Linked DNA regions of Mus musculus: region 2 is linked to region 1. A link is a contact called in public Hi-C data. All regions are on one chromosome and are shown on one strand. The core of a region is the stretch at or near the end of the contact, and the rest is flanking DNA. Distances in the headings are between cores, read along the strand shown. Region 1 overlaps A530065N20Rik (RIKEN cDNA A530046M15 gene). Region 2 has its middle 30 kb from the start of A530001N23Rik.

The links. Hi-C and Micro-C count contacts between places; a contact is called where the count stands out from the background.
Region 2: a contact with region 1 is called in a Hi-C map of liver, with 1.7 times the contacts expected there. The contact joins two enhancer-like sites. A contact is called at or near these places in 14 of 484 Hi-C or Micro-C datasets (the HL-1 cell line, the HPC-7 cell line, embryonic stem cells and 4 more), 1 of 115 datasets of contacts at active chromatin or transcription factors (fibro-adipogenic progenitors) and 1 of 9 other capture datasets (embryonic stem cells).

The regions. Positions count from the first base shown.
Region 1 is chr13:60,109,304-60,112,346 of GRCm38.p6, reverse strand. It overlaps A530065N20Rik (RIKEN cDNA A530046M15 gene), which reads right to left. Exons shown (of 3, transcript NR_046142.1): 2 at 1,675-1,868. Among named protein-coding and RNA genes, the nearest start is that of Gm46420, 16 kb to the left of the region's middle. Within about 2 kb of position 1,721, at least 179 of the 459 cell types and tissues checked have an H3K27ac peak or open chromatin away from gene starts, as enhancers often do. A contact at or near this core is called in liver and uterus, where this site is marked.
Region 2 is chr13:60,477,622-60,480,631 of GRCm38.p6, reverse strand. No RefSeq gene overlaps it. Among named protein-coding and RNA genes, the nearest start is that of A530001N23Rik, 30 kb to the left of the region's middle. Within about 2 kb of position 1,466, at least 86 of the 459 cell types and tissues checked have an H3K27ac peak or open chromatin away from gene starts, as enhancers often do. A contact at or near this core is called in liver and uterus, where this site is marked.

The sequences.
Region 1 (3,043 bases), core at 472-2,971:
AACTAGGTGACTCTCTTTCAAGGTGAAGCACTGCTGGGTTGCTCAGGTAACCTAGAGGGTTTTGGGTAAAACCACAGTGGTCACTCCAGGGTATATCCTTTAGTGCCTTTTCATGTCTGTCTGGGTCGTGTTTCTCAAAGCTAAACTAGTCTCTTCCCTTTTGGACTTAAACAGTGAAACTACAACATTTTTATGGTACTTTCTTTATAGAAATGGAAACATGTCTTGGTCCTTTGACTGCCCCAGTGACGACTTTGGACAACAGACTAGGTAGGCGACCAAGACATCTTGATTCAGTTGATACAAAAAAAAAAAAAAAAAATCCCAGGCAGATATCCCCGAGGCCAGAAAATCAGCCCACAGGTCTTTCTGAAGCCCCTTCTGTTCATCCATAGGATGGAGACTTAGGCCAGGTAAAATCTGATGAGGTTGATCTACCGTGTCATGTCCATCTCAATTTGAATAGTCGGAGACTCCTGCCTCACCTTCTCTTAGGTACCACAATAAGGAAGCTACATGAATGAGCTTCCTTAATCAGTGCTGGATTCTACTGATGTGAAGGCAAAGGAGACAGGAAGCCAGTGATAGATGGCCCTTCATTCCAAGCAAGATGGTAGCCAGAAGCCAAAAGGGGTCCCACCCAGGAGGGGGCTCATAGCATCTCCGGAATGGGCATAATACCTTTTAAGGTCTCTTATTAGACCTGAATACATTTGAGTAGACAGACAAACAGGTCTGCTGCCAATACCACTAAATTACCAAAGGAGATGGGGCTGCCCAAAGACAAGTAGACTTGGTGTCAATGCCTCTGTAGTAGAGCCTTGGGATTTGGGCAGATATTAAGTGGTGGTTGTTCGATACACAGTGACCAGCTAGTCCTGGTGTGCCTGACATTTCTCAACTTTAATAGTAAATCTCTCAAGTCTCAGGAAAGCCCATGCTCAGGACAAACTGGGACAGTCTTTAAACTTTAAAGACAGTGACAAGCTGGGCTGGACTAGGCTTCCCTTGGCAAAGCTGTATGGCTTACCTATCTGGTCTGTAGAACCCGCATACAGCCAGCAAATAGGAGGCTTCCTAGCAGAACAATCATTATATTTTTGGATTACTTAATTTCCCCCTTCAAATGTCTGCCTGAATAATAAGTTAACACAAAACTACAAGGTGAATAGAAAACAATTCAAATCAAATTTAAAAGGCAAAAGATTTTTGAATCATGGGCTCATTGAAGCTATCCTTTTCTCCAAATGGTTTGCCAAGTGACTAGCTTCAAACATATTGCTCCACACCAAGGAGGCAAGGTGAGAGAACAGATGTTTTGGTGTGCAGAGATAACAAGACAGACAAACAAAGAAATACTGCAGAGGGGAATGATGACCCAAATTATTGTCCCTTCCTTTCAAAAAGGAGAAAATTTGTGCAGAGCTAGCCCGCTATTTGATTGATTCTGCTGTAAATTCACTTTGCACTTTGAGAAATTTCCCCCAATGAAACACACACACACACACACACACACACACACACACACACACACACACGGCAGGGGGAGTGTCTCCAGAGAGAGAAGAATGCACAGCCCACAGTCCGGAGCATATTTAATATGCTGTTTTTACAGCAGCCACTGGTTTCAAAGAACTTTAACCCCGTTGTGTAAATGCGTCACCAGGAACATACCCAGGTTGTCATGGCAACAACCTCAGTGCAAGGCCCTTTGCTCCGTTGAACGGGTGTCAGCTTTCAGTCTCCTTGCATTCCAGGCTGGCATCAACCCCAGGCTACAGCTCAGACTTCATTAGAGGCCCCATGAAGGACTGGGAAAGAATCCTGAGTAATTCCGAGAACTTCGAGGCAGCTTTCCATGAACACACCTGAGGGGAGAGCCGGGGAAATGGAGCGGGAAGGAGCACACTAAGCAAGGCTGAGCTGGCCTGTTCCTCAGAGAAACCTGGATAGACCACGCAGCCTTTTCCTAGCTAATTTTAGGCACATCCATTGTCTCAGCTGGAAGAGACAACAACTAAACTGCTATCTGGAAGTTTACCCCTAGAGTCACATGACCAATGCATGCTGCAGGTGCAGGGGCAGCTCCTGAGTGCTGCTCAAAGGCTGACAGAATCCTGCAGCCAATCCTGCAGCCTGGTACAACTTTCCTGACATATGGTTTTAAATAATGTGTTCAAAAACATGGCTCAGAAAAATCTGATAGTCATGTGGTTCTTGAAATGCTCTGGACAAAAAGGGACATTAGCTTGACTAATGCTATCTATATAGACACACACACACACACACACACACACACACACACACACACACACAGCTAATGTTCGCTTGGCCAGCTACTACAGACAGGATTTACAATCAAATGTTTCTGAAACAACTAGCTTCTCAATTGTCTATGTGATCATGGGTTGTGGTCATGATAGCCCTAATACATTCTCAAATTTCTTCAAAGGAAGGTCTGTTTGACCAAAGTTATATACACATGATTTATCTGAAGAAGCACATTCTTGTTTTATTTGTTTATTGTATTTACTATTGTATCATTTATTTATTATACAAGGAACTTTCCAAAACGGTCCTCAGCCAGAAGGTCTGAAGCACAGAATAAATGCAGCCATCAGGATGGAAAGGGAACACTTGAAAAACCAAAATTTACTCAGAATCATCCATATGGGGGTGACAGAAATGAGCTCCCACCAAGCTCAGAAACAAGCAAAATAAATCAGAGGAGTGTGACAACCCGTGTTTAATAAACTGATCAAACAGGGAAAAAAAAGATGAGTCAACTTTGAATGGTTTTTCTACACTTAGAAATCCTTATTCTGTCACCATGTCTATGAGCACAGACCAGGCGACTGCCCCATAAAGACCTGCAGTGGTAGGTCACAGCCTGCAGTTCCATTCTCTTCTGTCTTGCCCTGGAATGTATGCAGTCCCAGGTCCTCATTTGGCACATGGATATATGTGTGTGTGTGTGTGTGTGTGTACACATTTGGTGTTATTTTTCTCTCTGTGTTCCCACACTAACAAAACTCCTTGAGAC
Region 2 (3,010 bases), core at 217-2,716, 370 kb before region 1:
AGATTACAGTTAGCCTCAGCCAATTGGGCCTTCCTTCAATAACAGCAGAACTTAGAAGCTCGCTGCAATTACTCCTGATTCCAAACGACTGCAAAGTGTACCTCTCTGCCCAGTTCCACTTTCTCTCTCTCCCCGTTCTGATTACTGCAAGTTATGTAAATCGAGCTGGAGAAGACTTAATTTAATCAACCCGTGGGTCTGCTTACATTTGTTTAAATATTAACTACAGTCTATATGTAAAAGACCAGAGAGGGACAAACTAGTTGCTAAGCATCGCGGCCAATCACTGACACTGTCTTTGCATTGTCAGATCTCTTTGAGTCCGGCTCAAGGCTGTAGAAGGTTTCGTTGTGCACTCACCACGTGCCTGAGGTAACTCTAGAAACCCGCAGCTCCTTTAGAGACTGTCAGGAAGACATCTATTTCACCAACCATTTATGGAGATGAGGAGAGAGGACAGGACTGTGGGAAGTTGGAAAGGGGTTCTATTTTTCTTGCTGGACATTTCCATTCACTCCAGCTCATCTGCATTGCTTACCTTCCAGACCAGAGGTACCCCTCCCGCTGGGTGGGGGTGGGGGTGGGGGTGGGGATTGGCTGGGTGCTTGGAGTGTTAAGCAATCTGAGAGAAAAGGGAAACTTCTCTAAATTACAACCCAGGGCACTGGTCAGGGAGTAGAGGAAGCTACAAAGCAAAGCAGCTTCTCTGGGCAATAGTGGACCCCAACATAAAAACATTATCTCACGAAGATGCTACATGGCCTTTTGGTAGCAGGAAGTGCGAACTGCGGGTTCTGTAGGTTTCTAACTGCACTGCAGGTGCATCTTGAAGACGGAAAGAAAATGTCAGGCATAGAGGTTGTTTAGCATTACAAAACCAGCTAAGTCCTTCATACCAACACTGACCAGACCTGTAAGTGATTTACACCCCACCCCTCCCCACCCCACCCTACCCCACCTCAGCCAAATGAGTCAGGATAAGAATTTGGTGTCTGGCTTGTTTTTGTCACGGTGCCAGCTCAGAAGTGCAGTGATTGGCTGAGATACAGAACTCCACAATTAACATTAAACACAGGCAGCTGGCTGCATTTTGATTAAAACCGGCGATCAAGAGCTCTGGCAATCTGGGTTTTTGTGATGGCCGGAGCTTTATTCCCTCGTAAATACCACTGACAGTTGTTCGCGCATTGGAGCCTCTTCGTTTACTTTCTCTGTGGTTCTCTGTGTTTAAAAAATTGGCAGAAATCCTTCCAGGTGAAACAGTTTCCGTATCCATTTTCACCCTTGTGGACTGTCAGTTGGGTGGTAGAAACAGGAAAGACAGACAGACCCACGGGAGCCAAGTTCAGGGGTCCCCCACCCCGCCCCACCCCATCTCTGTCACATTTTTTTTTTTCCAGAAAATGGAGGGATTTAGCCCTTGAAGCAGCCTGGTTCTTCCAGAGGGGTGTTACGCTTTGTGGCTCTTTGGCCCCATCTTATGGACAACAGTATTATAAATCGGAGATGGACGATGGTCCTGCAGAGCAGGTGCCCCAGAAGTTTGATTTCTTATTATAAAGTCAAAGTGTAATGATGACTCGGTTTCTCCCAGACTACATTCAGGAATACCCTTAGAGTTCACCGATGTTCAGAAAATCAGTGGCGAGTATGGAAATCTTACATGTGAACATGTGAACAGAACCGTTGCGCATGGTAACTCGAAGACTGTGGTAAGGAGTATGGTGTGTCCAACTATTGTTACTGGCATTTGGGAAGCCTCTCTTTGGTTACCAGATGGTACTTTGGGGCGTTTAGTCTCTTTAATAAAATAATTTAAAAGGGGGCCGAGGAAGTGGCTCTGTGGTTAAGAGCACTGGGAGCTGAGGATCCAGGTTTGAGTCTCAGTACGTGTATAATGGCTCACAACTGTCTGTAACTCAGATTCCAAGGGCTCTGACCCCTCTTCTAGCCCCTGTGCGTACCAAACGCTGAAGTGAGACAGAGACACAGATCCAGGCAAAATAGCCCTGCGCATGGTTTTCAAAACCTTTAAAACTTTAAGAATGGATGAACACATACGGCTTTGAGACAGTTTTACCAGGGTTTAAGAGAGCATCCCTTTCGAGCAGGCAAGCTGTCACCTCTGCATCTTCAGAGAGGAGAAGACTTGAGGAGAGAAAGGGAAAACCACGGTTGGCCATGTGGACAAGCAGCCACATGGCAGAGAGGGAGGCTTTAGAAAAAGAGTAAGGCAGACCACAATGTTGAAGAAGCCCAAAGTGCTGGCAAAGCATCCTAAGACATGAGACAGAAATGAGGAGGGGAAGCTAGGATTTTCTGAATGATTCAGAAAGCAGATAGACTTATAAAGCGACATGCAGCTAGGGGTGGGATCTTGGGAATCCCAGGGGTGACATGGCCTTCCTGAAGGGTGGTCCCTTGGCTAGGTGATTGACACAGGCTAACCGAAATGTTAGGTCTCCACGCAGGCCAGAGATGCCCCCCTTGTAACCAGAAGGAGCCCTCCTTTAGTGGGTTTGTACTACCTTACCTGGACAACATTCTGTTCTCAGTTCTTGACCCTGGAACTAAGAATACGCTAAGCAAATGTTTTGCCATGGAGTCATACCCAGCTCTGTAATGTGTTCTTGGAAAATGCTAAGGAACCCGTGTGTTACATGTTCTCGCCACAAATAGAAAGCAACACAAGGCACACTATATATGTTAATTAGCCAGGTGAGTCACGCCACAAGATACTCTTTAAAACATTATGTTACAGGCAGCAGGTACATTCAGTTTTGTAAAACAAAGATGATGACGGTTTTTCTCATGAGGCACAGGAATCAAACACAAGAATTAAAGAAGGAGCTGCCCAGTGGTCTGTCTCATTTACAAGTCTGCAGTCCTCATCATCCCGATATTGTCTTATCTCTTTCAAGAGACTGGGGTCATATTAATGTAAGTTTCATGAATGGGCGATAGTACTGTTCTATTTAAGCTTTGTACATGTGTGTATATATAGAGGGAA